2 separate regions of the Sus scrofa genome follow, and region 1 is linked to region 2. Evidence: chromatin contacts called from public HiChIP or PLAC-seq data. All regions are on one chromosome and are shown on one strand. Each heading gives the region's core, a stretch centred on a gene start, on an enhancer-like site or on the middle of the called end of the contact. The rest is flanking DNA. Distances are from core to core; before and after follow the strand shown.

What was found. HiChIP or PLAC-seq counts read pairs in DNA pulled down with a chosen protein or histone mark.
Region 1: a contact with region 2 is called in an H3K27ac HiChIP or PLAC-seq map of skeletal muscle, with 4 times the contacts expected there. The contact joins the promoter of ENOX2 here to the promoter of AIFM1 in region 2. A contact is called at or near these places in 1 of 5 promoter capture datasets (liver) and 1 of 2 datasets of contacts at active chromatin or transcription factors (skeletal muscle).

What each region holds. Positions count from the first base shown.
Region 1 is chrX:107,366,290-107,369,824 of Sscrofa11.1, reverse strand. It overlaps ENOX2 (ecto-NOX disulfide-thiol exchanger 2), which reads left to right and starts at 1,381. Exons shown (of 15, transcript XM_021080170.1): 1 at 1,381-1,457; 2 at 2,569-2,628. ARHGAP36 (rho GTPase-activating protein 36) reads right to left here and starts at 1,273. Exons shown (of 13, transcript XM_021080173.1): 1 at 1,001-1,273; 2 at 216-332. The coding sequence starts at 246.
Region 2 is chrX:106,706,655-106,709,925 of Sscrofa11.1, reverse strand. It overlaps AIFM1 (apoptosis inducing factor mitochondria associated 1), which reads left to right and starts at 1,803. Exons shown (of 16, transcript NM_001297632.1): 1 at 1,803-1,910. The coding sequence starts at 1,805. It also overlaps a transcript of RAB33A not described here.

The sequences.
Region 1 (3,535 bases), core at 132-2,631, 660 kb before region 2:
CAGAACCTTACAGAGAATTTTTTAGAGCACTTTGCATGTTGTATAGCCTCTCTCCCTTCTTAGATTGTGAGCTACTTGAGAGGAAGGATTACTTTCCAATTCTGTAGCAATTGTGCCTAACCCAGTGCCTTGCACAAAGCAGATTGCTGAATAAATTATTGAATCCATCTTATTCCTGTAATGTCACTTTTTAAAATTTTAGGCAATTACCTTACCAAAATGCAATTCCTCTTTCTTTCCCTTCATTCCATTTGTGAGTCAAAAAGTTGTCCTTATCAGTAAAACTGTAGTAACCCAACTGTAACGATCCATTCAGCTATAAGGATTCATCTCTAACAAAGAAAAGAAAAGTCAAAAGTTAGGAGTAAAATTTGCCCTAATAAACAACTATTTTCTTCAAATTTTTAATCACTTGAAAGTGTTCAGGTGTCCTCACATATTGCTCTATCCACCTCTTTAAACATATCTTTTTAATTAAAAAGATAGTTTATTAAAGAAATATAGTTATTTCTTATTATTCAAGTTGTCTATCTTTTCTAAACTGTTGTATTACACCAATGATTGTGCTCACTGTTCTTCACAGTAACAAAGTGGGTTCATTATGGGTTAAAGAGGTTTCTTCTGGGCTGACTTCAATCGCATTTCTATGCCTGTTGTGGGACCATTTCGAAGTTAAAAAGATGGTTCCTAGTTATAAAGTATACATTTTCCAGAAACTTTAAAGTGGTTCTAATGCAGATGGTTCACACAGAATATACCTCGACAATTTTAAAGTACCAGTTAAAATTCTAAGCTTATCAGGGCATAAATAACATTTTTTAAAAAGCTACTGAATCAAAACCCAACGAGAATTTCAAATCACGATATAAAGTGTTCCCCTCCAGCTTAACCAACAGTACAATCAATCTAGAACTTCCATCTGATCCCACAAGCACAACCCATACCCCAGGTAGGGAGAGTCTGTAAAACTGCATAATCCAAACTACAACATCCAGAATACCCTCCTCAAGCCGAAACTCTGGGGACAATAAGAACGGGGAAAAGGCGGCTGGCGGGGCGTGGTGGAGAAGCTTCGGGGGCCGGAAGGAGGGGAGAAGAGAAGGAATTGTGGGTATATAAAAAGAAATGTCTCGACTCCATCTCCCATAATCCTCCGTCTTGACTTGCGTCTCTCCGCCAATGTCAATATTGGATTCCGCCCTCCGTCCCCGCCCCGCAGGAAGAACAGCTTCTAGCGACCGCAAACTACATTTCCCATGAGGACAAGGGCTCGGGCCTCCGGCTTCCCTGGAAACAAGTAGCCAATAGGAGACGCCGCAGCGGTTGCGGCGTCGGTGAGAGTCGAGCCTGGGCCTGGGCGCCGGGCCCAAGCCGGCAGCGCCAGGTGGGAGTTCAGAAGACGGGCGCCCGGCGTGGGGCGCCGCGAGGGCACCGCCCGCCCGGAAGCTGCTGCACCGGTCCGATTTTCCGCGGTTCTATAAGGAGTAGCGCTTCAGTAGCCGGGGACCTGGAGGTCAGAGAGGCAGAAAGCCTGAGCGGCTGAGGCTGGGGACTGTGGGACTGTGGGACTGTGGGGGCCTAGGGAGGAGGGAGCTTCCGGGGCCGCAGGCCTCAGCTCTGACTCCGCCCAGCTCCGCCTCCACGGGGGAGGGGGTGTCGGGCCGGTAGTTCCTTTGGGGGCCTGGGAATGCCTTGCCAGTCCCGGGCATGACTTTATGTCAAGTTTTCACTTTCTGCCTCTTTGATAATGAGGTCAAGATCGTTGCCATCTCTTTATCGGCCCCTGCAGCCACTTCCCCTTCCCTGACCAAGTCTTTGGAGCGGAAAGGGTTTCCCCTCAATTTCCAGAAGGGATGGGGAGCAGAGGAGGGAAGACATCTCACTTTTGAGAAATATGTGTTTAAGGTTCAGTGCAGTGTTCTGGTGAGAATAAAAAGCAAGTTAGACCTTTTTTAAAAACCAAGCGCTTTAGGGCTTTCCAGCAAGCATTCATGTTGACAAACATTTAGGGGGCACACCAACTACAGAATAAAGTAGACTGTGCAAAACGAGACTGTATTTTGTTATTACAAACGCGTGTAAAAAGTGCCGAGGGGTTAGTGGAAGGGGATACTGATGGGGTTGGTGGTTGATCAATGGAAGGTCAAGCCTAATCCTGGAAGTGCTGAAGGCTTGAAACTCTCATCTAGTTTCCAGACCTATCCTGATAGGCTTTGGGAAGAAGTTGTATTTTAATTTGGGCTCCAAAGGAGTAAAGAGGATTTAAAATGGGCAAAGGCGGCAGGCAGGCGGGAGTGGGGGGGGGGGCGGGGGAGGAGAAACTGCTTCCTAATATCGGGGTTGAAATTGGAGAAGGGTCTATAGAAGAGGAAGCACTTGTATAATAGGTGGGCTTCCCTGACTAGAGTAAAACGTGTCAGCAGGGATAGATTGGGAAAGAAATCGTGTTGACAAGCTTGGGGTCATAGTAATAGGACACTTTAAGGCATCCACATAGTTTGGATAGTATTCTGTATCAAATTAAAAGCAAAAAATTAAGATTAGGTGATTTTTGTTTTTTCATCCTAGGGGAACCTGATTTGAGATCAATTCTTGGAGAACACAAAGGAGTATGGTGGTATGTTCCAGGTGTGAGTTTAATTTAAACCCAAGAAGGGCTTTGTTTTATAGACTGTTTTGTTTGTGGCTATTCTTAGCTACACTCTAGAGTGGTCATTTTTAAAGCCTAGTGATATAGATTTATTTTCTTAAAAAATGCATTTGCTGCCTAGTGCATCATATTACCTGAATTGTAGTCATTTCATTGGGCAACCATAATGTTGCTATTTCTTGAGCCCACAGAGTGTTCTAGGTGCTGTCTAACAAGCACTTTGTTGCATTATCTTAAGAGTCTTATGAAGTAGGTTCTATTTTTCCCATTTTTCTAGAAGAGGAAACTAAAATGTCAGCAAGTTTAACAACCTACCTAAAGTCACATAGATTGTAAGGAGTTGAGTTGGGATTTGAGTGTATGAATTTCTGACTCCAGAGCCTACGTTCTTTCCATCAGGGTTTTCTGGTGCTGCTCTTCACTTTGGTTCTTGACATTCCAGTTGTGGTAAGGACAGATTATTGTGAGGTGTGCTCGATCACCTTAGCAAAAACCCAAATGATTCACTTTTTAGTTTCTATGTCAGTATGTGTCTGTTGTAAAGTAGCTGCCAAAACCAAATTAGCTTAACTGTTATTGCAGCCGTAGCCGATAGTGTCTGCCAAAACTATCGTCAGTGTTCCTGACTCTGAATCAGGTGATTCTCCATACAAAACATGCCATACCTCTAAGCTATTTGCCCCTGGACAGTACTTTGGATTTGATTTTTTTTTTTTTTGGCCTTTATTTTAAGTGACCTTCTGGGGCACTTGGTCTCCTCCATGACCTTTGCCCTGCATAGAGTGTTTGGGGATGCAGCAGAGTTCCGAGGTGTGAGCTCTCCCTCGGTTTAGTTGGGGAGAGAGATGCAAAGCGCTATGGGAGGATGAAGGAAGGGGTGGCTAA
Region 2 (3,271 bases), core at 554-3,053:
GATCCTTGGCCCTGAAACTTCCCCATGTCATTGGTGTGGCCAAAAAAAAAAAGTCATGGTATTGCCTGCACTTCTGAACATTAGTCTATTCTTAATGAGTAAGGGAATACTGGGTCATTTTTACCCAATAAATACTGTTTCCTGAATTAAACTTCCTCAAACAACACCTTTGTAATTTCATTTTCTATCCTTAATCCACTAAAAATAATAACTTCATCACCTACAAGATTAGGGCTAAATTCTTTTACCAGTTCAAATCTGGCCCTACCATATTCACTTGTCCTTATTTACTTCTTAGTATGTACTCTCTGTCATTGTCCCCTATAAATGTGCTGGGGTTTGTTTGTTTTATACCTCCAAGCTATTTAAACAACATGATGCATCCTGTAAAATACTTTACAAATATTAGGTCATGTAATCTTCATAACAACCCTATGAGATTGATAGATGAGGAAACTGAAGCACAAGTGACTTTTCCAAGTGGCAGAGCCAGGATTCAACTTGGGGCAGAAGGGATCCAAAGTCAATGGTGCTTGACCACTGAAAATATTACTTTGGGTCCCAATGAATTCACCATCTGAAATATCATCCCTTCTCCATTGTCTATTTGAATTTTAATACTCATCCTTCAAGATGTAGCTTAAGTAACATTTCTTGTATGAAGTCATTCCTTAGCTTTTCCATCCCATACTTTTCTCTTGCTCTGGCACTACATCAGATATTTAAATGACCAGTGTATGTCATCTTCCCAATCAGACAGTGACCACTTCCTATACTATTCACATCCCCCAGAGCTCCTCTCATAGCACAGTCCAAATGGCAAGTGCTCAATACTTGTTAACCAAACATGTAACTCAAAGCTTTGAAAAAGACATATTTTGCATACAGCCCAAAGTTTATTTCCAATTTAGCTTACATGTGGTAGAGTCAAAACACCTATCTGCACTCAGCCTCTCACCCTACTCCTCCAACTCTTTTAAAAAATCTGCTTAGGATTTCTCTCATATAAAGTCGGTGAAGCACAAACTCTTTTTGCCGGCATCCTGCTCTCAAGCACCGAAGCCGTAACAGCCGACTACCGCAGCACCCGGTACAGCATCTAGGACACAGAACCGCACAGTATAAAAGTGGTATGGGAAAGAGTGAGCGGAATGTCTACTGGTCCAGGAAACAGGCGCTTGGTAGGAAAGCGCCAGCAATTTGTAAAAGACGGAAGTCCGCTCCGAATCTGGGAAGCCAGGTTCCCCGGCAGGCCCTGTGGAAAGACTGGAAGTGGACTTCAGCAAGAGAATCCGGAAGGCTTATTACCTAGTAATTAGGAACCTAAAACAGAAGACTAAACCGCGGCGCTGAGGCCACGCTTTGTGAGGTACTGTTACCGCAGCAGTACTGGCCACAACCAGGCAGAGCGGCCCCATCAGCCGCTCCTCGGGCAGCTTTCCAAAAGCGCTTACCCACACGTGTTGCCACCAACCTGCGGAAAATAGCTAGCAACTCCGGCTGGGGTCTTTGCAAGTGTGAGGGCAGCTAGGCACATGCGCACAGCTTCTCGCCGTGCGGGCCAATCGCAATGCGGCGCTGAGCATCGCGCCTGCGCAGTAGGCCTCCAGGCGCTCTTCCCCTTCCCTGCCGGAGCTGGCCGGCTTAGCTGTCCAATGCCCACCCGGAGCTGGGAGGAGGAGCCTGCGTAGAGTGCGTGTGAAGGGAGCAAGGGGAACGGCCCGGGGCCCTTGGTGTTTGACCCGTCCGTCGGTGCGTAAGAAGAAAGGAAAGGAGGCGGCGGTCCAGAGTAGCGGTTGCCGAAATGTTCCGGTGTGGAGGCTTGGCGGCGGGTGCTTTGAAGCAGAAGCTGGCGCCCTTGGTGCGGACGGTGTGCGTCCGAGGCCCGAGGCAGAGGAACCGGCTCCCAGGTGATTGACCCATCCCGGTAACCCCCACCTCGAAGTCCAAAGGCCTGGGCTCCAAAGGCTCTCTTTGCCTCTCAGTCCTAAGCCCACCCCACCCCCACCCCAGGGGAAAAACTAAACACACTCACAGTCGCTAAATTCCGAGGTGGAGAGATCTAAACTGTGAGTTTCGCAAATCGTGCTGACCTGACCTTCAGGGGATTTGAGCCCAGTAGTCGGCTTGAGGCCTTTTCCTGGGAGGCTTTGCTGTTCGGGGATAACAGACCAGCTGGCTGTCTCCTATTGTCCGATGCCACCTCGCAGCCACCCCCAGTTGGCCTTTTTAGAGCCGTGAGGTCAAGTCGACTTTGTCGTTTGTCGGTTGTGAGGCCCTAAGCAGGACGTTTAAGCTCGACACCTCAGGTCCTTTTGTAAATGAGTATATTGCCTGCCTACCTTCCAAACCCCACCTGTGATTCATAGATTTGAGCGCCCTGAGAAGCAGAAACAGTGCAATGAAAGTAAAGAGTCAGTCGGCTATGCGCCAGACACCAGGAAGAGTTGGCCCAGAATTCATTTGACATGTCTGGTCAGTGGAATTCTTGCTGGTCTCTAATGCTTCTAAGAAACAGTTTGCAGAACGCATTGCATTTGCCCTCCATGAAGTTGTTTCATCAAATGTTAGAGCTGGAAGGGATTTCGTGGTAAAGTTCAACCCATTCATTTTATAGATAATAAACCGAGGCAAAGACAGGTGAAATTACATGCCCAAGGTCACAAACCTAATTAATAGGCAGAGCAAAGTATAGTTTTCCAGTCTTTATTTCCCTAATCCCCTCGCCCTAACTCCACATTGCTTTCTAAAATTTGACCTCAGAAGGTTAAGAATGAATGCGGTTCCCCTTCAGCCGGTTGTGCATCAGATACCCTTGAATGTATCCAAGCTTATCTCGAGCCTGCTAATCTTCAACCTGCACAACTTCAGAGGGGTAAAGAATCATCTACCTGTAGGAGGTGCTGTTTTGTGGGTTTTTTAGTCAATAATCTTTGAATGGCCACCTGAAGATATTCATATTTGCAATGTGAGAAATGATCCTTGAGGCCTTTTCTTTCTTTTTTCTCTTTTACTTTCTTTTTTTTTTAAGGGCTGCACCCAAGGCATATGGAAGTTCCCAGGCTAGGGGTATTCGAAAGTTGCCCAGAAATTTACACAGAAACTTAAGTAAGCTGAAGATTTTCATCTACACACACTGGCCTTTCAAACTTTATGTACTTATTTTGCCTAAATTGTTTTGTGGGAAAACTAAGAATTATTGGCAATAGAGATCCTGAGGAGGAGTTCCTGCAGTGGTGCAGTGAGTTCGGAATCCAACTGCAGTGGCTCA